2 separate regions of the Zea mays genome follow, and region 1 is linked to region 2. Evidence: chromatin contacts called from public Hi-C data. All regions are on one chromosome and are shown on one strand. The core of a region is the stretch at or near the end of the contact, and the rest is flanking DNA. Distances in the headings are between cores, read along the strand shown. Region 1 has its middle 17 kb from the start of LOC100272608. Region 2 holds the start of LOC100193648 (Lysophospholipid acyltransferase LPEAT1).

Region 1 (7,275 bases), core at 4,278-6,777, 620 kb after region 2:
TTTTAGAAAAGAGAAAATCGTGCTAAGGCACAAGACAAATCGAGATGAAGTGTAGCCACATCCGAAACGCAACACAAATTTTTTTAGAGCTTCGGAAAATATTTCACGAAGCTTGGACATTTTTCATCAGAGAAGTAAGCGAATTCTTGTGATATAGAAAGGATTTTCTTCACGAAGCATGAAAAGAAGGGAAGGTGTTTTTTCGCCGAAGGCTCAAAAAACGGTATGTATGCAAAGTTTCATGCATCGTAAAGAATTAAACTATAAATAGATTATATATAACATTTAAAGTTACAATATATTACACATCTTTACGTTTCAAATGTTTCTACAATAGCATTCAATCCTCTTTAAGTACTATCTCTGCAGCTTCGTTCAATAGTTGGTTGACAACCTTGTCCATAATGGCTTCGGCCATTTTTCTAATTTCATCGTCCCCCTTCGGGTGGGGGCCCGGAGATGCCTCAGCAGGTTCTGAGGGAAGAAAAGATACGGCTATATTACTATTACAAACCGAGAGCAGAGTCTGGAATTAAAAATTACAGCATGATAAAAACCACTAATTAATACCTATTTGCCCTTCGGGCTCTGTACTTTTTCGGTAGCTTCCGCTATTTTTCTAGCATCGTGGATGCCTTTTTCACTCCTTTGAATAATTTCTTGCGCCAATTCTCGGCCGCCATTATCCCAGATATCGGTGAAGAATTTCCCACCAACCATGCTTGCTTCGGGTGAGGGGTCTTTAATGTCTTCAGAGGACAAGGTAGCTTCGGACTGCGCTAAGGATTTTACATGCTCGCAGTCTTTCCTCTCCAAAACAGCAGCAATCCCCCTAGCACCCGAAAAAGCGCAGATGTCACCACGGCTATTTAGAATTTCCTCGAAGGCCTCTGCTTCGTGACTGATCCATTCCATTGGACCTTCAGGATTGCCTCTTGAAAAATTCTCTTCACTAGAGAATGCGCCAACGCTGGCGAAGCTAGATTTTATCTTTTTGACGCACTCTATGGATTTAACATAACATTTCCTCTGGGACGCACGAAGCTCTTTAACACTCATCTCTAAATGATTGGCCAGTTGATCACTAAGCTCGCGTTTTGTTTCTTCAAGTATACGCTCTTCTTTAGCTCTAGCTAGCTGTTTCTGAAGATCTTTAATTTCACGTCTTTGGGCTTCGGCCTGGGCCTTTGAGGTAGCTTCGTCCTTTTTTACCTTGTCCACCAATGTAAGCAGAATTTTATCCTTTTCTAGAGCTTCATTTCTCAGTTTAATAACTTCTGATCGTAGGTTGTTGAACGCAATTTCATAGCTCTCATCTTCGGCACTCTTTTGTGCTCTCAATGCGTTGCTTAAAATTAAACTCTATATGTAAAAAAGGTTGGTATACGAATAAAAGAATGAGTTATGAATTATAAAATTTGTAAACATTCAATTCCCATACCTTCAGGCTATTGTACGCAACACTATCCGCAAGATCCTCCTTCGTCATAGCACATAATCCAGCCTCAAGCTTCGGAAACCCCATACTTCTAGACATCTCCCGACAGACGGATAATTCTTTATTGTCTGGGAGGCAGTATAGGAAATCCTCTTCGTCAGTCCCATTGAACACTAGTGCCCCCTTCGGATATTTCAATTCTTTGGCATAGTGATTAGCTTCAAAAACTTCTTCTTCCGATAACTTTTTCCCCGAAGCATGACGCACAATATAATCGTATATTTTGGAAGTTGCTTCGGGGACAGCAGTATCAATTTCTTCGACCAAAGTAGGCTCTGACATTTTCATTTCTTCAGTTGCCCTTGCAATTTTTGCTTCTTCTGCTTCCAAAGGTACTACCTTGGTTGGTTCTGAAGGCCCAGTTCCAACTTCAGTCTGTTGTTTCGGAGCCTCAGCAACGGATACTTCAGCAAGCGCCTCAGAAGTTTCAACAGTCTTCTTTGGGGTTGTGCTTGGAAGTTTAATTGTTTCCAAAACATCTAACACATTAACCATTCTTTTTCTTTTTGGGGTCACTGTTGGCCCCTTTTAATTTTTGCTGCTTTAATTTCTTTTGAAGGACTAAAAATTTCTGATATTTTCGCTCCCTCAGTTGATGCTTTTGCTTCTTCCATCTTTTCTGTCGATGGCGCTTCGGCCAGCTCTTTGGTTTCTGGTAACAGAGTCTTTGGTCCTTCCAATTCTTTTGTTGTTGGCACTTCGGCCAGCTCTTTGGCCCCGGGCAACGGAGTTGATTCCTTAGCTTCGGGGGCTGAAGATGTTCCACTGCCGAATTCAGGCACTATGGCTAGTTCAATGTAACGTGGCCGGTGTGTGAGAACTTTCACCCTTTTTCTCTTCGGCGCTGGCTCGCTAGGAGCAGCTGAAGCAGTTTCTTTCGCAGAAACTGTACCTTTCCTTTTCTGCCCCCGCACTGGATAATGGTAGTCGGGGTACACGAACCCAATTGCATCAAAAACTCGGTTCAGTCTTTTCTTTCTTCGGCCTCCGAAGGCTGCTGACATTGCAGTATCTTCGGCCTTCGAATATGCCCCAAGCAATTCATCACTTACAGTTTCAATGCTCTTTAACCAATCATCATCTGGTTCAACGAATTTGTCTCCATACTTGAATGTATACTTCAGCCTGACTAGCCCACCTTCGTCAGTTTCTTTAACAGTCTCTTTCGGCATTTCCCAATTATCTGCAAGAGGCCATACTCTGAAGGCAATGTGTTCTTGTATCAAATCCCTTGTCCCAATAAAGGAGCAGACTACGCCGAAGGCCCGTTGGCATTCTTCGGCTGCTTCATCCATTTCTACCTTCGGTTTCCGGAGTCCGAAGCGCTGCCAGATGGGGCACATGATGACATCCTTAATATCCTCTCGAACCTTCAAATCATTTTTTACATAGAACCATTCTTTCATCCATTCTCCGGGCCATCTCTTACGAAAGGTGGGCACGGGGCAGCTTGACCCAGAGCGAGCGCTGAAGCTGTAGCAACCAAAGTTGTTATGATATTGCTCGTTACCCCAGGGTTTTGTTTCGTATAACAATTCATGAATATTGCAAAAACTTTTTGCACTTGGCTCTAGGCCTTGACTCTTCACAGCCCAGACGAAGATTCCCATTCTTATTATTGCTTCAGGGGTAAGTTGATGAAGGTAAACCTGATATATTTTCAGAACTTCTACCACGAATCTGCTTAGAGGGAATCGTAGCCCAGCTTTCAGAAAGCTTCGGAAAATAACGACTTCATCATCTCCGGGAGTCGGTACAGTTTTTTCTCCAGCATCTGCTCTTACAATAGACATATCCCAAAAATATCTCCCCCTCATGTTTTCAAGGTGATTTTGCCCGATAGTTGATTTCCCGAAGACTGAGTGGCTTGGTCGCCATGGCCGATCTTCGGAATCTTCACCCCCACTATCTGCGTCATAACTGTCACTATCACCAGTATCTTCAGATAAACCTTCTAAAATCTCCCTTGTAATCTTCTCTGTGTTCGTCTTCGCTATTGACTCAAGAAAACCCAGATGCATCTCTTCAGAAAGGCTCAGCTTCATCTCGGCAGCAACCTTCTTCTCCTCAGACATCTCTTCGGAATTCTTCCTCTCGTTTCCGAAGCTTAAAACTAAGGAGAAAACCAAATATTTGTGGGCAGAAAGCTTTTTGAGCAGGCAAAACAGATGGCAGGAGAGCGTGCCAAATAAATTATGGCGAGCCCCTATTTATAAACCCATTATGTCGGAGACTGGAGGGTCCCATTTGCCAATGACTGTTGCTATTCTAGCAAGAGGAAGGTGTTTTTCGGACCTTCGGCTCATAGCCTTCGTCCATTTCGCAATCTGAATTTATTATTCTAACAAATTAATATTGCGAGGGGCTACTGTTGGGGGCCTTCGGCTTCCGAAGGTCCTCAAAAACATGATTTAACAATGTTTCTGGAGTAAAGTACATTAACAGGTATCTTCGGACTTGGATCAGAGCCACAGTATGAAGAAGCACAAGGAACACGAAGGTTGGCGCAGAGCCGAAGCTGTGTGTAGAAGAGCTTCGGGAGAACGGCGGAAAAGGAAACCGACTTAAATATGAAAAACCAGATTAGACCTCGAAGAATTATCATAGAGTTATTGATAAACGTAAAGGGCATTAATATAATTTTGCATGGGCTGCGACCCGTGCCTATAAATAGGTGAACAGTATCCCCGTACTGTTCACGCTGATTTGGCATTGGCTTTTGCGTCACACTTGTACTTTTACCTTCTCACAAGTTGAAGGTACATTTGTAATTTGATATCATTTCTATTTTTCCATCATAATAAAATAGAAATGAATTGTCAATAGTACATAACCGTTCATGTTAACTTATATGTTTCATATGATTCCTTCTTCATTATTATATTTTATGTTTATGAAGGTATGTCCTTCATAACCTTCGTCCGAAAATCATTATATCCTTAGGGAAATAATGCTTCGAAGGGCGAAGGATATTAACATTTAACATTTTGTGTTGCCTTGTTCTTAATTCAAAGCATTTGAGAACAAGTCCCCAACAAGCACGTCACAGTGATTAATAGAGAACACTATTAGGTAAAGAAGAGTGATCAAGGGAACAACTTGCCTTAGACTTGAGATCCCAGATATTTCACCAGGTTGGTCTTCGGGTTTCTCATGACCGCATTGCTACTCGTAGCAATACATACAAATAGACAAGGAGTACATAAAAATAACATTACACCAAAACATAGAAATAAATAGCGTAAGAATATTCTACGCGCTGCTACAAGATCGTAGGTTCGAGAAATACTAAAATCAGAGTTACGGTTAAAGAGACATAATTTTTGAGAGACCTGCGTATTTTACCAATTAGAACTAGGTTTTATGCTTGCTTTTATAATTCATGTGAGAAACAAATAACTAATCAACCTTAGTATAAGTTACATCTTGGTTAGAGATCATCTTCTAGTTAATTTATAGATGGGCCAACTTAAAATACTACATATCGTAGATTTAGAAAAGTTAATCCAATGGACATAGATTAAACCAGCTAGTTATCCATTTTTCAAAACATGTTTTATGATAAAATAATGTCATAAACATGTAAGGAATATTATTATGAAGCTATCACAACTGAAACGGGTTAAATCGAAGCTAAAACGGAGAGGATAAGGATTTTATAAGCTTTTGAGTTATTTTATTTTCAAACTAAATTTCCATGTTTATTTTATCTATTTCATATCAGCTGTGGATGGCGGGTATGGATCCTATAAAGTCCAGGGTTGATTTTGTGAATAAATGGACCCATTTGTATTGGTTCATGAATGTAGATGGACTGCGAATTCATTTGAAAAAATTACGGGGTCTCTTTAGGAAAATGTACTTAGCTGATATAACAGTGTGTCGCTCAGGTTCATCGGATCGAAGATCAATGGATACACCTAGTTTGCCAAATCGGTATTGGGTTGATTTAATCACATTCGCTATTCTTCGCATAGACGGTTCAGATTGAACGACCAAACCGGTATGCCTGGGATCTAATCCCAGTCGTTGCTCGGAAGATCGATGGTTCACAGCGCTCCACCTGAATACGACACCGGTGACGACGGCAAACCCCACACCCGCGGTGCCGCCATCGCCGGAATCCTCCCACACTTGACCTCGCGCCTATACTTCGATCCGAACAGGGATTCACATAGAGGAGATAAGGGTAGACTAGGGAGATGGATACTCACCGGCTACCCACGAGGCCACGACACGACGACGGCTTCCAAGTCTAGCGTACGACGGCGGCTTCCAAGTCCAGCGTGAAATCGCGGGGACCCTAAGGTTTCCATCGCACATCGAAGGCACTCACGCGTTCGAAGTGCACCAGCGATCCCTCCTGACCGGATTTCTAAGGTTGTAGCAGTGGCATGGCCGATCCAAGGTGTGACGGCCAACTTCATCTTTCTTTGTGTTCTAGCTCCACGCGTGGGGGGTCTTGGCCAGATCCTACCTCTTCGATGCCTTGGACAAGGGGCAGCGAACTCGTTTATATGCTCACTACCCCACGAAGGTCGGTCTGTTGGAGTCGGTTTGCCAGCTGTGGAATCCCCGAGATGTGCGACAATGGTTTGTTGTGGCCCGTGGCGCTCGATCGGGGTTGTTACGGGGTCCGCGCGGGGAAGACACCCCTGGAATTCGGGGCCCACGCGATAGTGACTAGACGTGATCGCGTGAACGTGGGTGCAATAGACGGGCCGGCCCCACCCGTCCGTGATACAAGCATTACCTGAGCGCGCGCGGCATGACGACCCCACATGTTAGGTGCACATGATCGGAGTACAGGAGGCTGAGGAGCGAGTCCCGCCCGTCAGTGGCACAAGGCGGGAGGGCTGCTGGGCTCGCTTAGCGCGGGGAAGCGCATGGGCCGGCTTGGGAATTCGGCCCATCAGCCGGTAAGTCCTTCTTTCTTTTCCTTTTATTTTCTATTGCAATTTCTTCATTTCAATTTCAAATCCAAATTCACATTTGTGTTAGTCTTTTAAATCAAACTACAGTCAAAAGATCTGGCATGATGCAAAGTATTATTTATTTTGATATAATAATTGCTTTGTTTATTTTTGGTAAATACCTTTTTAATATGTTGTCCATGAAAGAATTTTTTCTCCACTCAAATATTTTGAAATTCCTCTTTTTTAGTTTATGAGAGGTTAGCATATAATCTTTACCATGGATTATTTATAGTTCAACTATTTTTAGAGTCTTTTAACTATATGGTTTATAAAGGGAACAATTACCAAATAGGAGCCTTTCTTTATTGTTCTAGGTTTCAACTTATAGTTTTGTTTTAAAGTTTGGTTTTAAGTTTTGATATACCAATTTCTTACTTATTATTATTTATTTACTTTTTAAAAAGATATAATTTATAACGAAAAAGGGTTCTATAGAAATACATTTTAATTCAAACTTTTTGGTGGAGAAAAAAACTCATATAAATCCTAAAAGAGGATGTTGGGTGTTACATAGACCACCTACAATCTCCACTAAGTGATCATCAAACTCCTGATCACAACCAAACCATCTAGGTGACGTCTATCACCAAGAGTAACAAGCACAAACTTTAATTTGACCTAACCAAGCTGAATGGGAAAGGTGGATGCACACTTGCTACTTTCAATGCACTAATGAGGTCGCTAATCTTATCATCAAAACTCAATCACCTCACTAGGCAAAGGCTTTTCCTTTCACTCCAAAAGATTTCTTTAACTGGATAAATAGACAAGAAATCTCAAATAGATGAGGTAAAGTGTTAT
Region 2 (7,178 bases), core at 974-3,473:
GCGAAGATCCAATCTGGCGATGGCGGCTTGGTGCTCTTGCTGTTGTCGCTCCAAGCGTTGGATGGACGTCTGCATGGTGTCCATGGCCACCAGCTTTTGGTTAATGGCTTCGAGTGCGCGGGCGACGGGGTCGATGTTGTCTGCGGAGGACATGGTGGATGTGGGTGGCTGGTTAACCTGGTCTTTGGATACCAAGGTGTTACGACCCCTGCAATGGGGAGGTAACGGGGTTGGATTTGGAGCCATCCCTTGGCTACGCAGGAAGGGGCGGTCGCGGCTGGGAGCCGGCGATCTATGGTGTCAGCAGGGGGAAGACTAGAGCAGCAGGAGAGGTATGGGTTAAACTTCTTTCTTACTTTATTCCTCTAATCTAATTACATTAAATAGTTCCCTTGGAGATTTGCAGCTAAGCCTTATCCCTAGACTCTCTCAATTAACTCAATCTATCTCTTACCCTAAACTTTCTCAACGAACTCAATCTATCTTCTTCGATTTTCTCTCATCTGCTAACTATGGAGGGCGCTTATACACTGCGCCCCACATAACAATATTAAGTAACTTTCGTTTGGCACGAGAAAACTAGCATAATACATACCTGAGAAAAATAGCACAAGTATAACTATTACCAGGAAGGAATATAGTCAATATATACCTGAGACACCTTTAGCTTCTGAAGACTTTGATTCTCGTTGAACAAAAATGCATCCAAGACAATTGCTGCATTACACCAGAAAAGAAAAGTAAAGTTGGTTTCAATATAATGTACATATAAAATAGGAAGATACAAATGAAACTAGTTGTTCATCTTCTGGCAGAATACATATATGAATAAGACACTACCGAAAATTAGGAAAATACTAATGAGCAAGAAAAAGGTACCTTATGAGACCAATAAGTGGCAACCTGGACACTGACTCCTATAATAAGGATGTGTTTAAGCATTGATAGGGCACATACAAAACTAGAATATATTGATTTGTAAAGTGTGAACAAGTTATTAGGAACAACAAATAAGTACCTTAGCAACAAAACTTGGAAAGGATGCTGACATGTGATAAAGAATATCCACATAAGAGACATGATTAGATACAATTGCCCCTGGCCTTTGTGATTCTTCAAATTGGTCCTGATTTAAACCCTGATAAAATGTAAACCAAGATGGCAAGGAAACCAGGGTACAAAATTTATAGTTCAGTCGCATGGGCAGAACCACAGTAATCTGTGAAAGTAATATGATGCATTATGTGCAAAATAAATCACTGCCATTACTGAAGTACAATCCAAATCCGTTGAGTGTTGTAAGGGACCAAACGTCTCTATTGCTAGCAATCGCAAATTGAATTGAGCGCTAAGATATTTTTCTGGAAGTTGAAAGGGCAGGGGCACAGGGTATCCCCATTCATTGTCCAAAAGTGAGAATATATGTACCATCCAGATTTTAGATTCGTGACTAATACAAGCCACATAACATCAATCAAACTTATCTTCAATCTATCTGAACAAGCAAAACAAACCATTATATTATACATACGTAGTGAGTAACACTGAACTTAGTGTCGCTATCACTCTACTTCCTACAAACCATCAACCTTGGTGCTCTAGGACCAAATACAGTACTTCTGAAGCAACACAGAACCAAAACGCTGGCATTATTCAGTACAGGCAATCAGGCATGACACCGGAACTAACCTTAGCATTAGGGGACCTCCTGCGGGTCTCGCGGATCCAGTAGAACCCGAAGACGAAGAGCATCGCCCGTGAGAGCGCGCACCCCGATCGCAGCACGGCCTTCCTCCTCCACCCCGCCAACCTCGGCCGCCCCCCATCTGCATCCACGAACAGCGTGCACGCGCGGCACACCAAGTAGTAGAGCAGGAGCACGAGCATCCCCGCGACGAAGCGGAGCGGGAGGAGCACGGCGGCGGCCAGCGCCAGCCGCACCGCCTGCGCCGCGGGCAGCGGGCCGCGGCCCATGGTTCCGTACGCGTCCCGGCGCGCGTAGGGCGCGTACCTGGCGTCCAGCTGCTCCGCTGTCTCCCCCGCGGCCGTGGAGCCGTCGTCGGAGAGGAGCGGGTGCACGGCGGCGCTGGCATCGAGGCGCAAGCGCGGCGCGTCGGCGTCGGCGGTGTCGAGGGCCATTGCACACGCCGCGGGGCCGAGCGCCGGGCTGGATCGGCGCGACGAGACGGGTGGGGCGCGTGTTCTGTGACGAGGACCCTGTTTGGTCGGCGCTGGGCCGTTGCGGCCTTGCGGGGGTGATGTCTGATGAGGGGAGCTAGGAGGCGGGGGCGTGGCGTGCGATCTGGATCGGACGGTGACCGGGCCAGACAGCCGTGTGGGCTAATCTGAGATTACGAACAATATTGATGACACATCCGGACCCACCCGATGTGGTCCCCACGACGGAAGGCAATTGAAATTGCAGAGATGTCCGATAGACGATAGTCCGTGCGCGTCGCAGCCATGGAACGGACAGCGGAACAGCCCCGTTGATCTGCTACTATATAAATGCTCCCTGGTTTCCTATATTGGATGGTACGGTCGTACGGGTCGACGTCGATCGTGCCTACACACCGCCAAGTCGATCAGCGGCGTTCTCCCATGGAGTCCAGAGACGTAAAGGCCGAGCAGCGGCAGCAGCAGCCCGAGTTGCCGAAGAAGCGCAGGAGGCAAAAGCTGCTAGAGTCCGCGCAGGCGAGCGGCGGAAGCTCCATGTCGGTCGCCGAGTCTTCGCATAGTAGAACGTCGGCGCCAGCGCCACCTGCCGGCAGCGACGACGCTGGGGCCGGCGGCAATGGCCACCAGCATCAACAAGGGAAGAGGCCGAGGCTCATTTGGACAAGGAGACTGCACGACTTGTTCGTGGAAGCATACGAGAAGAGCCTTGGGGAAGGTACGGTAGCATGCTGTCTTCTTGTTGCTAATCTAATCTTGATCGAGCAACTAGCTTTTAGATATATTTAACATAACTAACTTTTAAATTAATCTAATCTAATCTTGATCCAAGGGCTGGTGTTTTCTCTGTTCGGCCATACGTGCGTAATGCTTTCTTTTAGATTAAACATAACTAAGGTCTTGATCTGGATCGATCTAGTCAAACTTTAACCAGCATTGGATTTCAACCTCTTTATTAATCAGCCTATGATCAGGCGCCTGTACCTACTTAGAGATGGCAATGGGACACGATCCCCGATTCCTCACGGGGAATTCCTCTATTAGGGGACGGGTATAAGACTAATTTAGTCCCCGCGGGGATCTAAATAAGGGAAATTTAATCCACGTCGGGTTCACGGGGACGGGGAACCATCCTCCATCCCCGTTCCTCGTGTACCCGCCCCATAAAACTTTTTTATTCAAGTTAGTCAATTTATTGGTTAGAATTATAGTAAAAACTCAATGTATGACATGTTATAAAATAGCAAACTAAACTCTAAAGTAGATGTCTCTTGTAATTTTTAATCTTGTTTGTTAAATTTGTATTAATTTGATACAATTAATTTAAATTTATCTTTAAATATTGTACTTGTAATGGGGAAAGATTCCCCGCGGGGTTCCCCACGAGGATAAATTCCCTGACGGGGATGGGGATGGGAGAAAAATCTCCCCCGTGTGCGTTCGCGGGGACGGGGACGGGGAATTTTTCTCCCCGCGGGGACGGAGATGGGGAGCCATTCCCCGACGGAGGAATCCCCGTTGCCATCCCTACACCTACTACTTTCAAGATCTGTGCGTATAGATCTGTTAGATATGTTGTTACAATTATACGTTAATAACGGGAAAAAACTGCATGTAGTCAATCATAGTCAATCTTTGACCTTTGTGTATAAGCTACAGTACTATATTTTGTCCGAATCATATCATGTATAAGCTATACCCTGTCCGGACAATGTATAGACGATGCGGTGCCCAAGAGAATATTGGAGAATATGCGGGAGAAGATGAGCCCCGCTGAAACTAGCGAAATTACCAGAGAGCAGGTTGCAAGCCACCTTCAGGTGATTATTGTTACTTATATTATCACAATACTATAAAGAAGGCGGCGTCTTTTACAGACTCAAATGAAACCAAGAACAAGAATGGCAGATTTGCACTCTTTACTGTTACTTGACAAATTCTGTTCAATCGCTGCAGAAGTATAAATTAAATCTGAGAAGCAAAGAAGCTGAACGACCGCCTGGTGGTGTACAACAACAACAAGCTTCAGCAGAAGCATCGACTTCCCAGCCTCGTCCGCGTTCCCTTCCTCCGGCCACTCCTTCGGCAGAGGTGTCTCAGGTCGCAGCGAACCTTCAGCCAGTCCCGCAGCTCTCTGGACTTCCCATCTGGGACAGACAAGCACAGCCTGCTGAAGCGATGCAACGAATCCCCGCTGATTCGAGCTGCCCTGTCGTAGAGGGCCGCAACCGTTTCGCGCATCAGCACATGGAAACGCCGCCTGCAGGTACTTATTAATTATCGAATCTTTGGCTATTAGAACTAATTTGGGAGCTCAAAAACCGGAGAAAATTTGATGGACTAAAATCTACTTATTATTTAAAATTGAATCAGGCCGGTCCTAGGGCCATGCAGCGGATGCGACCGCCGGGGGCCCACGAAAGAAAAGGGTCCAATATTTAATAGAATAGTAGGGTTCATGTTAAATTATTGTCTTACTAAATCACATAGAAGCAGAATAAACTACACACATGTCTGGCTAAAGCATCGGTTAAAGGCATCCTACACAGCTGCATAGAACTAGTCTCGTTCTTACTGTCGTCGTCGATCGCATGTCACACGCTGGTAGCTTAATTAGTTTTATCGGAATTATAATTATTAGAATGTAATTCAATTCCAATGAAATAAACGGGGCTTAAAGGAAATTAGTTTATTTTCAAATGAAAAATCAGAATTTCTTAGAAAAATGGAGTGGTCAAACTATCACTGGTCGACTTTATTTCTCAATAATTATCAGATATATTAAATTGAATATATATCAGTGTATTTGTTTATGTTTTTACAAGTAAAATTAATACATATTATTTATATATAAAAAATTATAATAAAAGGCCTATCACAATAAGCTCGTACGGGGCCCTCAAAATCATAGGACTCAGACTGAATTGAATAAGGATGAAATTTTAGCCCCTCCAATTCTCTCCGGTTCTATAGCTTCCAAACTAGTTCTTATTGGTTCCTGCTCTGGTTTAGGGTTAATATTTGGGTTAATAGTTAACATGCCACTATTATGCTATTCTTTTGTCATCATCAGCAATATTGCTTCCCGAGACCAACACAGAGGCGGCAGTGACACTGACACGTTTGGCGAGGGCTACCCAGGATGGAAACGTCGTGGGACCAGAGCCAGCTCCTGCTTGTGATATCATCGAACGATACTGGAAGGTACGAAGTCGTGAACTATTTTACGTCTAACGAAGCTTATACACAATTCACAACTGCTGCTACTAGATTAGTGGAAAAATAATCTTGATGCCACCGTTCGTTCATTGCAGAGCCCACGTAACGAAGCTTTCCTTTCATGGGACCTCTTCGGGCTCTCGCCCGGAAAGTGATCGAGCAGAACCTCTCTAGCAACGGCGAAAAGCGTTTGAGACAGAGTATAAGGCCTTGTGCATGGACAGGGCCTCTTTGCTTTTGCTAGCTAAGAGCAACTCTAATAGTTCTCTAAAAGACTCCCTAAATCAATAGTTTAGATAGGTAATTTTCTCTCCAACAGTTCTCTAAATGAACTTCATAAATTTACCTACTCCTTATATAACCTTATTTTCTCTCTACATTTAGCAACCATTACCAACTCCCTAAACAAAAAAACTAAAAAAACTGACGGTAATTTTTGTATTTCGCTGTTTTTTCACTTTGTAGTAAAGATATATTAACAAAGCTCATACGTCAGACACCGACAATCATCTAAAAATTAAATAATTGCCAATATAATAGTCGCACGTACGCATGTCGGAAATAAACAAATAAACAATTGCAACCATAAATCAAAAGGTCAACACAACTCACCAAGTTGAATATGTCATCGATGATGGCCCCACTCAAATGAGTGAAATGTTAAATTCTAACATATTTAGAAAGTAATATATATAGAGAACTGTTGGAGGGGATGAGTTTTTTTTGTTTCCTATATTATTTAAGAACTTGCTAAATCTAAGATTTAGGTAGTACAATTATAGATAACTATTGGAGTTGCTCTAAGCTAGCTGCTTTTGGTTAGCCTTTTCTATAATGGCCAAACTTCGTAGTCAGAACATTATTTTATCTATTTGTTCTATAACAACGTCGGTTATGTTATGTGGAGTTTAATTATAGACATTTCTTAGTGTATGGTGATTTTTTTGTTTGCGATTTTCTTTTATTTTCGTTTGTTTCACGTATACTATTATGAATGCTCGGTCTTTCGAGAATTTTGGGATTTTTGGGATGTGAGGTATGTTTGGTTCGCTACCTCACTTATCACAGTTTACCATGTTTAAGGTTATGCAAGTTTGATCAAATAGGCATATGTTTGGTTTGTAGTAATAGTTGTAATAAGATTTTTCTCTTGCTACATAGGTCGTACTTGTTAATGATTTATAAAAGTGTGGCAAGATTCATTTAGACGTGGCAAACTGTTACGTGGAATTTGAGCGTCTAACCTTAGATAAGTATGGTATAAAATGTGTGGCAATTTTTGTCACATTAAGTATGAAACGAAACAGGCTCAAATTTGAGCGTCTAACCTACAGGAAGAGCAATGTTTTGCCTGCCAAACGGGTCCCCGTGCAGATCTAGAATTTTATTATAGATATGTCATCTAGAATTTTTATATACATTCGCTCAGATAATTTGGCAACTCAATAATCATCTTAAATTTTGAATATAATTTAGTACACATACATTAGATTACACAGTAAATCTTAAATTTGAAGATTAAGTTAAAATCATAAACAAAGAGTCTTAAATTTTAAAAATAAGTTAAAAATATTCATAAATTATAATATACTGATGGTTTATAAAATAAGTCGTACTGATAGTTTATACACTATATGCATGAAATGGACATTCATCAATTTTTTTAGTTGGGGCCTTTTAAGAGACATAAAAATGTATGCATGAAAAAGTGATTCATCTATTTTTTTAGTTGAGACCTTTCAAGAGACATAATCCATGTCTTGATTATATTCTATTCATCCACT

The links. Hi-C and Micro-C count contacts between places; a contact is called where the count stands out from the background.
Region 1: a Hi-C map of bundle sheath shows a contact between it and region 2, with 2.7 times the contacts expected there. The contact joins the enhancer-like site here to the promoter of LOC100193648 in region 2. A contact is called at or near these places in 2 of 25 Hi-C or Micro-C datasets (bundle sheath and tassel).

Annotation. Positions count from the first base shown.
Region 1 is chr3:56,293,909-56,301,183 of Zm-B73-REFERENCE-NAM-5.0, forward strand. No RefSeq gene overlaps it. Among protein-coding and RNA genes, the nearest start is that of LOC100272608, 17 kb to the right of the region's middle. Within about 2 kb of position 5,528, at least 19 of the 20 cell types and tissues checked have an H3K27ac peak or open chromatin away from gene starts, as enhancers often do. A contact at or near this core is called in bundle sheath and tassel, where this site is marked.
Region 2 is chr3:55,673,043-55,680,220 of Zm-B73-REFERENCE-NAM-5.0, forward strand. It overlaps LOC100193648 (Lysophospholipid acyltransferase LPEAT1), which reads right to left and starts at 2,224. Exons shown (of 8, transcript NM_001138744.1): 1 at 1,690-2,224; 2 at 1,019-1,138; 3 at 880-917; 4 at 653-717. The coding sequence starts at 2,139.